Regions from separate parts of the Bombyx mori genome. Here region 2 is linked to region 1. A link is a contact called in public Hi-C data. All regions are on one chromosome and are shown on one strand. Each heading gives the region's core, a stretch centred on a gene start, on an enhancer-like site or on the middle of the called end of the contact. The rest is flanking DNA. Distances are from core to core; before and after follow the strand shown.

Region 1 (6,409 bases), core at 2,763-5,262:
CAACAAAGTGATCATCAATAAAAAAAATTTAAAAACTGACAAAAGTACATGGCAGACATCACCTCAATTATAGGTGCAATCGACAGTGCTGATATTTCTATCTGGGTTAAGAGATTAGGTGTGTCGGTTATTCCATGGATTAATCAGATGAATACCCCCACTCTGAACAAATATTTAATATTTTATTAAGTATTACTTAGACATTTTTGTCCACCTTGAGATTTCATTGATCTTGTTACATGTCTCTGCAAAATCGACTTACTTATATTAAATTGCTTATCTATTTCAACTAAAGACTTATTCCCAATTTCGCTTCGAATAAACCAGATTTTTAACAACAAATTTAAAAAAATATTGTTATAACTACATAGACAACCCTACAAACCTGTACCTATTTATACTTAGGTCGTTTCCATTTCACGTATTCTCATCCCAATTGACCCCTTTTTCGTTGTTATTTGTACCTAAGACGTCCCTAATATCCCCAAAAACAACAGATTTTTACATGTATTTTTATTTAATCAAATACATTAAAACCAATAACAACTGAGACTTACCTTTAATATATATGCTGGTTCAAACACTAAATAACGTTTATAAATCATAGTCGTCTTCTATTATTATCAAATAAATAAAAGAGAGCAAAGTTTCTAGCACTAAAATAATTACCACCACAGGAAGTTAATTTGAAACGCGATTTTTTATAAGTTAGCAGCTATTATCGTGCATATTCAGAGTTATTTTGTGAACTTTCAACATTCTACTATTAAACTACAAAAAATGGAAGATTTTGCAACGAATATAAAACTTATATTGAGCGTCGAAAGATTTTCCCGGTTTTTTCCCGATTCGCCTCTCAATCCCTAAACGCCCCATTTTACCGGTACCTATTTAATTCAATATTTCTTTAACAATTTGCAGATGTTTATAAACTATCTAACTAACGTTTATAGACTAACAATAATGGAATAGCAAGAAGGTAATTGCCATACTTAAAAAAGAAAAAGAGTTACATTTAATTTTCAACTACATATGGTATACCTACTATTGCTTTTTAAATTAGGCCCCAGTTTTAAAATGTCTCCAACGTCAAATTTAACATATTATTTTAATTTTCACTAGGTACATGATTATTTAAGATTTTATACATGGTCTAGTCCACAACAGTGTTTACATTGACTTTGGTTGGCGTTTTAAAGTGAGGTCCCACCACGTATGTCTGTTTGTACGTTACTGGTTTGTCGAAAGGCTTACGCCTCGTGATAGTCTGACAATAAAATTACCCATCTAGGCCATTATGGCAGAAAAAATAGTTATTACAAAACGCTATACTATTAAGTAATATTTGAACCTTTAAACAGTGTTAAAATAGTCGTCAATTGTATTAGAAAATATCGATAATAACGTCCTCATTGTTTTAATCATCGATATTTTAATTATTGACTCATCCTTCATATAGCACCCACTCAGACATGATCATTTATATTTATTACCGAAAATCAAATCAAAAGCTTAATACATTGCGATCTCAGAGCACCGTAGTAAAGGCAGTAGCGTTTATAAAAACTGTGGAGGCAGGCTTTCGCTTAGTGTTTAATAAAGACTAACAGTGGATATAAGAAGCATTCGAAACAGCTTAAATCACCAATTTCAATATTAATATACTGTTAGGCCGGTAAGAGTAATGCCATCTATCGCCGAATAGCCGAACGAATATCAAAGATCTAGTAGCATCTGGAACGCACGAGAAATACAACGCCATCTATTGTCAGATAGCGGAAACACACATCGAAAGTACTCGACTTGTGAGGAATGTTCTCGACGATTCTAGGGATGTCGTATCGGCTATAAAGCATTACAGAAATGGCACGCCGGCAGTTAGTAATCGAAACTACTCGAAGCGAAACAGCGAACGGATCACCTGAAGCGAAGCGGAAAAAACGAATTGAGAATTTTAAAGTATTTGTGAAGTGTTTTAAATATATTTTTTGATAAACACAGTGTTAAGTTGTAATTCGGGAGAATTGTTATTTATCCCGAACCCCGGGGCGTAACAATAACTTGAGTGTTTATGATTACAGAACTTAATTTTCAAGATATCTAATTGATTTTTATAAATTTAATTCATATAAAAGACAGAAATAGTAAATAGTTCTTGCGACGCAAGAGTTTAAGTCCAATGAACTTTGATTACATTAATTTGCATAATTACTACTAGGGCGCGTTGTATACTAACTACTACAGACGGGTCGAGCGAACGAACCGCGTAGCAGTCCTACAAGTGAATCTGCGAAGTTATGCCTCAAAGAGGGGACGCCATTCAGGTTATAATTTGCATATGGGTTCCGATAACCAATTAACACGAGGTGGGTTATGGAATTATTCACACATCGACAAAAATATTTTTTTCCTCTTTGACATGTGTATATGTTTCAATATACATAAATATTGATCGTTTCCAGAGATATTTTTTGCCACGTATCATCCGGCTATGGAATGAGCTCCCCTCCACGGTGTTTCCCGAGCGCTATGACATGTCCTTCTTCAAACGAGGCTTGTGGAAAGTACTTAATGGTAGGCAGCGGCTTGGCTATGCCCCTGGCATTCCTGAAGCTCATGGGCGACAGTAACCACTCACCATCAGCTGGGCCGTACGCTCGTCTGCCTACAAGAGCAATAAAAAAAATAAAAAAACGTTACTACCCGCCGGGCGTAGCTGTCTTTTATTTGTAATTTTTATTGCTTGGATGGGTGGACGAGCTCGCGGTCCACCTGATGTTAAATGGTTATCGGAGCCAATATACATCTACAATGTAAATGCCGTCACCCACCTTGAGACACGAGTTGTAAGGCCTCACTTTTAAGCCCAATAGCCTAATAGCCTCTTAGGCTACCAGCGAAGAGGTAGAGGAAAAAAGATCACTCTAGTGTGTAGTGTAGTTTTGTGTACTGGATTTAATAACTTTTAACATTATGTACTTAATGCATTCTATACATTATCATCTGTGCAAACACTAGACTATAAAAAAAACGTGACAAGCATTGTCAATATCTGCTCTTCAATTAATAATTACGGTTTAATTTCTAATAAGTATCTAACCTACCTTTTAATGCTAATCAATACAATTAACTATATTATGGTTCTAGGGGTTTATTCACCCGCATTGTTAGGTAGATAGGTACCCAATTTATTTATTTGGGTACGTAATTAATATTTTGGCGTTTATAGTTAGGTTATTTAAATGTGGACGAACTTTTACAAGGGCAGACCGCAATTTCAAGCGTGACGGCTTTTTAACATGAAGGTAGGTACTGTGATCTACTGGTCTCTATTCTTTTTTTTTTCATTTTAGTTACAGATAGACATATAAGAATTGGCAAAGGAATTCGGACAATAGCTGTTGGTAAATTTAACAAATTGGCTAATTTGTTTTTTTAAGAACTGAACAATTCTACAACCCAAGTCGTGTTAATGGTTACCGGGGCTCAAGACGTGAAGGCGACGGAAGGTTTATTATTGTCCTATATAGTCAGACAAGCTCACAGCTCACCCGGTATTAGGTGGTCACCATTGGGTACCACCACCAGAATATTTAAAATGAAAGTAACATGACCAAGATTTTTTTTGAAATTTATATACCTAACTTACCTCTCAAGTCACAGCATCCCGGCTCCGTCAAATAAGACCAACGTGACCGAAATTTTATTGAGACGATTCCAATTTCACAGTTATAATAAATTCGTTTAAAGCACGTATAATGTATGGCGGCCACTCGCCCTGCGCACGTGAGCACGCGACGGCCCGCCGATTGCACTGCAGTCTCGCAGACCGCTTCGAAACTTGGTTTAAGCAAAAAGTTTTCACTTGTTTACAGCAGCAAGCCTCACGGTTCGTGATTTTGCCCCACTTTTAAGATATCTCGATCGGTGGACGAGACAGTGAGCTTATCCTTGGTTTAGTCGTAAATCGCACTGTTAAAATCTAATCTAAAAAACGGTCAGAGTGCTTAGTGCGAGTTTCTTAACGTGCTCGATAGCGTAAAAGTTAACCCAATTTTATGCAGTTGGAACGGCGCCCCTAGCGGCAAACGTACGCAAACGATCCCATTCCATACAAATATGAGTTAACTTTTACTCTATCTGAATCCTATTTTCTGATTAAAACATGCGCGGCGGACCGCATGAAAACAAGATGAAGTTTTCTGGTAAGCCCTATTCTAAAAAACAGTCCACACATGGAAGGCCAGCCAGACGCTAGATTGAACATACCTTATGTTATTATATCTGTATATCTGTCTTGTAAAGACAAAATAAAAGGAATCGGTATATTTCTGCTTTATAGGCAGTCGTGATCATGACTTACCTGGGTTTAAGTGCTTACTGAAGCTCATAGACAATATAACTTGTGATTTGCTACCCTCTTTGAGATATTGAGGTTGAAGTCTTATGAAGTCGTCGTGGCCTAAAGGATAAAACGTCCGATGCATTCATGTTGAGTGATGCACCGGTGTTCAAATCCCAGGCGGGTACCAATTTTTCTAATGAAATACGTATTCAACAAATGTTGAAAATTAACTTCCACAGTGAAGGAATAACATCGTGTAATAAAAATGAAACCCACAAAATTATAATTTGCGTAATTACTGGTGGTAGGACCTCTTGTGAGTCCGCGCGGGTAGGTACCACCGCCCCGCCTATTTCTGTCGTGAAGCAGTAATGCGTTTCGGTTTGAAGGGTGGGGCAGCCGTTGTAACTATACTTGAGACCTTAGAACTTATATCTCAAGGTGGGTAGCGCATTTACGTCGTAGTTGTCTATGGGCTCCAGTAACCACTTAACATCAGGTGGGCTGTGAGCTCGTCCACCCATCTAGCAATTAAAAAAAAAAAGGAATTATGCTGTTTAATGGCTGTAATGCTATACAAACAGGAACAAATTACCACTTTGTGTGCCACCTGCCAGTTTAGCCTTCAGGATACAATCTATCACCACTGAGTTCTATTTACAAATGTTATAGTAACAAAGCTACATTGGAAACCAAGGATAATAATGGGAAATAATTTTCATGAATTTTATTCATGGTTACTAATTTGACAAAATGCATAGCAAATACTCTTTCTTATACATGAATTTTAAAATAAGAGTCAAAGTTTCACTTCAACTCAGCCGGCATGTCAGTACCGTGAAGGGCAGCTAGTATATTCCTTGCTGTTAGTTCACTCATGGTGTTCCTAGCTTCAATCGTAGCACTTCCTATATGAGGTAGAACCACACAATTGCTCAGCTTGAACAATGGATTATCCAAAGGTAGTGGTTCAGGAGACGTAACATCCAAACCGGCTGCCCTGATCTTATTGGTTTTCAGTGCTTCAATCAAAGCATCTTGATCTACAGTTCCACCACGACTTGTATTTACAAAAATGGCTGTATCCTTCATCTTTTCAAACGCTTCCTTGTTGAATATCTCTTTAGTTTCAGGAACTAGTGCTGCACAACAAATCACAAAGTCGCTTTGGGTGAGGAGTTCATCGAAACTGACTTTGACAGCACCAGTTTCCTTCTCTTCAGGTCTATGACTGCGATTAAAATAAATGATTCTTTCTGTGTTGAATGCTTTAACCCTTCGTGCTACTGCCTGACCTATTCTCCCAAATCCAACAATGCCAACAGTGGCACCAGCCAGTCCAGGTCCTGTCATCCAAGTGGGTGCCCATGAAACCCAACCACCGGTTTTGGCTTCATGTATAGCTTCAGGAACTCGACGTGATGTAGCCAAGAGCAGGGCTAGCTGAAACCGAATACAACTCTCGCTGATTTTCAAAACATAAATAATTAATATAAGTATTTGGTTTTATTCATAATGCCTTATCAAGTCTTTGTAAGCATGTTATAAGATCGTCAAAGAGCATTATCTATATTAATATTGGTTTGCACAAAGATGGCTTATAACCTGGATTAACATAGGAAACTTTTTACAATGGTAAATAACATAACCAGACCAATCTATTTTTCTGTATCTATTAATCTGTTTATCTACTATAGTAAATATGCCACAAAGTTACGTGAAGCGAAATGGAGTGACAACAGCAAGTGTTCATCTTAGAAAAATGATAATGTGTTTCTTTCTTTCTGAACCACTAATATAATGCAAGTGAAAATAATGTTGTATGGATAAAATTCTGAAGAAGATAATGGCTATGGCATGGTAAATATTTTACTTAACTAGCGATTATTAACATGCAAGAATGCTTCAATGTTAGAAGATGTATACTTTGTAAATAAGACTTACAGTTAATTCAGCAGTAGCATCAGTCAAAACATCCGGAGTGTACCCAATACGGACACCCCTTTTCTTGCATTCTGCCACATCAATATGATCATGGCCCACAGAAATAGTAGCCACAACCTT
Region 2 (6,234 bases), core at 3,074-5,573, 67 kb before region 1:
ATGCTGCCGATGTCGAAACGATTTTCATCCTGCAGAAGAGGGCTATTCGTGCTATTTATAATATGCACCCGAGGGAATCCTTGAGGGACAAGTTTAAGGAAATCAAAATTCTAACTTTAGCGTCCCAATACATTTTTGAAAATTTATTGTACGTGCGTAAAAACATTGTAGAATTCCCCAGAGTCTGCGATTTGCATAATGTGAACACTAGGAACAAACATAGGCTTGCGTTACCGGCGGCTCGAATTAAGAAAATAAGCAACTCTTTCAGGGGGCTGGGTGTACAACTTTTCAACAAGATCCCACAAAACGTTCAACTACTACCTGTTCATAGATTTAAGAAAACTGTCAAGGAACGTTTGTGCAACAAGGCCTATTATAAAGTTAAGGATTTTTTACTAGATGGCACTACGTGGGAATGAGGCGTTCGCTCCTGGCCTTTTCATTTTTCATTATTATTATTATTTATTTGAATTGTATTTTTTTGACTTGTCTTTTTGTATACTGTAAATATGTTATCATGTTTAAAAAAAAAAAAAGAAGAAAATAGTTGAGAAAATACATAAAAAAGCCCGCTGAGTTTGTTTCGCCGGTTCTTCTCAGGACTGTGGCTTTTTTGGAACCGGTGGTAGAGTTAACATTTTCTTTTACATTTTGACATTCAACAAGTGTGTTTTTGATGACATCCAAGTTGAAATAAATGATTTTGAATTTGAATTTGAATTTGAATTTGAATTCAAATATCACCAATTTATACTATTTTAAACAGAAAAACACCTACATATTTGCTCTATCACATCAAAATTTTTCAAAAGAAGGAAAAGGCATTTTTTTCAAAATTTAACCAAAAAATCAATAATCATACTACAAAAACATATATTTGAACATTTACAAAGAAAACACTGAGTTTAAACAATGCTGCAGGACTATTTAGAGTGACATCTTTTACGTTTCGCGATAAAATTACGTCGGGGTGTAGTTTTTTTGTGAGTATCTTCAGTAATATCACGTGTCAGTGACCAGCAGTAATCAGCCATCACATTCACATTCCATCGACCTTGGTACCTGGTCTCCATAGTTTTTATGTCCTGATGAAACCTTTCTCCCTGCTCTTCACTGTAATCACCAAGATTATCAGGAAAAAAGTCCACATGTGAATCTAGAAAGTGGAGTTTTATGCTCATATTACACCCCAATTTTTGATACTTATCCAATAAGTTTGCAACCTTATTTTTACAGTCGGGATGTTTATTATTTCCTAGAAAATTGTTGACACCATCTTTGAACGCCAGCCAAGCATCTGATTCAGTGTTATTCATTGTGGCATCAAATTTTTCATCAGCCATCAAAGATCTGATTTGCGGTCCATCGAACACTCCTTCTTTAATTTTTGTATCAGATAATCTTGGAATTTTTTTACACAGGTATTCAAAACTAGCATTGTTTTTATCCAATGCTTTAACGAACTGTTTCATCATACCGAGTTTGATATGAAGCGGAGGTAGTAAAATTTTTTCAGGACTAATTAATTTTTTTCGTATAACGTTTTTTGTTCCTACTTTGAAATTTTTACGAGGATTCCATTATTTTTTAACGTAGTGCTTGTCTCGTGCTCTACTGTCCCACTCGCACAAGAAGCATGGAATATAAGTAAACAAAAATATAAAAAAAATATATAAGTAAAACGTAAGATTTTTTTAAAAATAAACACACTAATTTCAGTAAAAAGTTCATAAACAAAGTAACTGTAGAGGTTTATTTGCATGTAACTTGTTTCGAATGGGTGTGTCGTTGTTGCAACTAATATATTTCCTCACGAAAGGTCGTACGATTCGAGAAAAGAGCGCCAAAATCTAAAATTTAATTTATTTTAATCAAAAAATTTAAAATAGCCAGTGTCTTAACTTTTTTAAAAACCTGATGTGATACGATAAAATGAGGTATAATTTCGTGATCAGCACTACCAAATTAGTGGAAAAAAATCATCAGAACTTGAACAAGGAAAATGATGTCGGCCAGTGCAATTAATACCAAAAGTTCCAAATCATGGAAATGTCTATAAAAAAACTCTTGTGTTCCCAGTATTCCGCGTTCAAGTCTTGCAAGCACGGATTAGTCGGAAAGCCTCATAAAACATAAGTGCACTGTATAATGAGACGTACAAATTGTGAACGCTCTGAATCGGATCCGGCCGCTACAAAGCCGAGTCGTGACAAACGTTGCGCCACAAGTACAACAGCTAATGGTATGTTGCAGTCGGTTAGTGAAACTAGAGTTTTCGATAGGTTTTTTTTTTTTGTTTGTTGAAATCGCCTTTAATGCTAATGGCCTTTTTAAAAGTTGACAAACGGTGATATGTTTGCTTTACAATACGGGGTCGTCGGAAGATTTGTTTTTTCTTCTTTATTTACAGTTAAAGACAAGTTCCAAGATCTTTATTACGCGGCAATATGTTGTTTGTAAACTTTTAATTTTTTTTGCCGTACCTAATTGTGGGTACCCTAAGGGACTACTACTCGGGTGCTCACATGCTCAACCTGCTAGAATTGGTAACACTAGCCCTGGCAAGAGCAGTCCTCTGCTGAATCTACGGTCGGATTGGAGTCGCGACTCACTGAAAAGATCCGGTGAGAAAGTCAGTGGGTAACTTTTAATTATTGATAGTCAACTCCAAGGATGGATTTAAAAGGAATGTAATTCTGATTTCTAATGTGGTATGACGTCATAGCGTAAATAGCGCCGCCATCTTGACACTTTTGAGTCGAATTTTCAATTGTATTGGACTTGCCAACGCTTCAGAACGGAACGCATAAATGCATCGTGGCAGCAATGGGTAGGATTGCGTTAACCATCCCTTGCTGGCTCGCAGTAAGGTCCATTTTACATGGTCGTATCACTTGATCTTTCCAATTATCCTTGTAATCTAAATATAGACGAGTATAAAAATGAATTGCTGTTCGTTAGTCTCGCTAAAACTCGAGAACGGCTGGACCGATTTGGCTAATTTTGGTCTTGAATCATTTGTGGAAGTCCAGAGAAGGTTTAAAAGGTAGTTAAATATGAAAATGCTCGGAATTCAATAAAAATAACAATTTTGTTTTTCCTTTGATGTGTCCCCCGTCGGACGGATCCCTTTTGTTTGCTTTAAGTTTATTTTATACAAAAGTTTAGGTTTTTTATTTATCGATTGAGGCACTACGAAGTCTGCCGGGTCTAGCTAGTCTTTTATATTTTTTTTATTTTATTTACCTGATATTAAAATACCGCTATTTTGCTACTGTATTACCTTCATCCAGACATAATGCATGCAGCCTGACATTTATAACTAAACGCAACAATTGCATAGTTCAAAAGTGAAGGCGAAATACCGCGCTCGCAGCTTTCGAAGCTGCCTGAGTTTTTGTTATGGTAACTTGGCAACTAGTCAACTGTAAGATTATTTGGTCTTATTGAAATTTATCACGAATCTCAAAATTTGTTTATACAACCTCTGGGCCATAAAATGTTGATGAAGTTTTATCAGCCACGATGACAGACGAACAGACGGTTAAGATTACAGTCTTTTAAGCCAACAAAAATGTCAATCGATTAGGCTTATTTAAGAATAGGATTGCTAACTTTTACATAGAGCTTCGCTCGCATTAATGTAGAAAAATAATCGCTATAAAAATCGAGAAATAGTACTTTTTCTGGGGAAAAAAAAACCGTATATCCTTTTCTGTATTCCAGATATGATCGGTTCAGTACTAGCGAAGTATACACGTAAGAAATAAATAAAACTGATTTTCGCATTATAATACTATCTAGTATGGATTTGAAAAAAATATGTATGTTTCCAGCGAGAAATTGTCAACATTTTGCGTAAAATTGTTACAAAATTTTGTGTAACAATTTCTTTGTTCTAATATTCTATGTATTCATCTTTCAGTACTCAACCTTTGTAAACCACTGTTAATTAGCGTATAGTGATCCCACACGGGCTTATACTACTAACGTACCTATTTATGCTTTCTATGTACCAAGCTTTGTTATTTACAACTTAAAATAGTCGTTATTCCAATGCCATTGGGTGCAAATGTATATATCACAAAGTTATCGCGGCATTTTCTTAGTGATGTCTATAGTAGTCATTGGTACAGTAAAAAAAAGTAATCTTCTCGTATTTTTCTTGAATAGTACCATAAAAGTTTCTTCACAGATTGTTTCAATACTAATTAATGTATGCAATAGAAGCGAACAATGGCAAGCTTTATATCCGTGGCCAATGAAGAAGAAAGTTTATTGCGCCTTCGAGCCTGTGGGCGCGGTCAAGGACATGACAAACTGCGCGCAACTTGAGAGCTTAATGCACAGATATTTTGTGCATTTGAATACGGTATACGACCGCAAGTTAATTTAACTCAATATCTAATTATTACGTGATAACGTTAAATAATGTGTTTCTCTTAAATACTTCCGAGAAATTATGTGTGGCATATTGACAAAATACCTCTTGTGACATCACAAGATAGTAAAGGAACTTACGCATCACGGTAAGCATCTCGTATTAAATACCTACTTGTAGGCGCGGAATACCCGTAATGGCGGATTGTTACGTCACAGGCGTCGTCACGTGACCGCTTAAAGAAGTTTAAGCGTAAATTATATTGCGAAAATTCTCGAAGAAAAAAACATAGTTATAAAAACAACGGTGCACTGTACACGACATTCGCGGTTAAATTTAACGTTGCGGCTTCGCCTCACTCCATTTCGACTGAATTGATGTCAATTAACACGGCGGCGTTGCATCGATGGAATGTCGGCCATTTTGTTTGTTTTCGGTTAAATACGCGGGAAACGGAATGCCGCGGAACGCAAAACATACTAATTAATCAATAAAGGCAAAATGTACAAGATAATTTAATTTTAAATTGTGCTATTTAGTTCCTCGTTGATTTGAATTACTTAATGCTCATCCCCAAATCATACTTCTTAAAGTGATCAGTGATTTCAATACGCCATTTAAATATTATTTTTAAAGAAATAGGTATAGGTTTGTTTTAAGTCCATTACTATCGAAGATTGGAAAACAACATAGCTTGCGACTTTTAACCAGATAGTTGCTCCAGCCGGAACAACATTATAGCGATTTTCTCCTGGATGTATATCTGGAGTATTTTGTATTTGGAATTCCTCATGATACAATAAAAACTTTCCACGTCTGATTGTAATTATCAGTTAAAATTCAAAGACCATTATTCATTCAAGTTAAAACGCATATTGGTTCGGCTGTATATTCATAGTGCATTTATAGACTATGGCACCCTTTTTTTAATTCATTTTAATGCATTTTAATTCATTTACTGGTGGTAGGACCTCTTGTGAGTCCGCACAGGTAGGTACCACCACCCCGCCTATTTCTGCCGTGAAGCAGTAATGCGTTTCGGTTTGAAGGGTGGGGCAGCCGTTGTAACTATACTTGAGACCTTAGAACTTATATCTCAAGGTGGGTGGCGCATTTACGTTGTAAATGTCTATGGGCTCCAGTAACCATTTAACACCAGGTGGATTGTGAGCTCGTCCACTCAATTATGCAATAAAAAAACGCAATTTTCGAAAAAAAAATTAATACAAAATTCATTTTTCTAAATCTGCATATGATAAACGACTCATGTCAAAAAGAATAGAGCACACATACACCTATTGTGTGTTCTGTCTGTACCAACGTCCATTCTAATTGTTAACGATCTACCTTACTTCACCTTGACCGAAATCATTTCACACTAAAGTATTATTGAGAGCCGTAACTGATATATAGATCATGTAAAAGAAGCTTTAACATTTTGTTTATTCACCGAATTTCGAAACATCCTTCGGTGGTTCACGCAGTAGGGCTGACGGTTCGTGATGGGCTTATTTGTCTAAACTAACTAATGACTAAATTGCTCAAAAAAAAAAAAAAAACTTGACTGATTGCCTCTATACTTCACCCAATTTGATCAATGTTTGGAGTCAATGTGTGCGCAAAATAAATCTTAATTGCAAAAAAAAAAAAAACACAATTTCATAATGAAATAGATAAATATGTCTTATGATGCACAACGGTGATTGCAATCATAACATCACTAAAATTTCTAAGCTCGCAATACATCAGCGTCAATTCAATGGCAAGTGAAACACTGTGGAGTATCATGCGAGTCTCCAAATAAAACTCTAGTATCGATAAGATACTTAAAAAGTAATACATTTAGTAGA

Evidence for each region. A called contact is a pair of places that touch in the nucleus more often than the background predicts.
Region 2: a contact with region 1 is called in a Hi-C map of midgut, with 1.6 times the contacts expected there. The contact joins the enhancer-like site here to the promoter of LOC101741857 in region 1. A contact is called at or near these places in 2 of 7 Hi-C or Micro-C datasets (midgut and posterior silk gland).

What each region holds. Positions count from the first base shown.
Region 1 is chr3:12,389,598-12,396,006 of ASM3026992v2, reverse strand. It overlaps LOC101741857 (SH2 domain-containing protein 4B), which reads right to left and starts at 4,012. Exons shown (of 11, transcript XM_012688864.4): 1 at 3,650-4,012. LOC733128 (glyoxylate reductase/hydroxypyruvate reductase) reads right to left here. Exons shown (of 3, transcript NM_001047075.1): 2 at 6,290-6,409; 3 at 5,058-5,788. The coding sequence ends at 5,153.
Region 2 is chr3:12,457,415-12,463,648 of ASM3026992v2, reverse strand. The region is part of intron 2 of LOC101741857 (SH2 domain-containing protein 4B); the gene reads right to left. Among protein-coding and RNA genes, the nearest start is that of LOC101741709, 65 kb to the left of the region's middle. Within about 2 kb of position 4,323, at least 3 of the 8 cell types and tissues checked have open chromatin away from gene starts, as enhancers often do.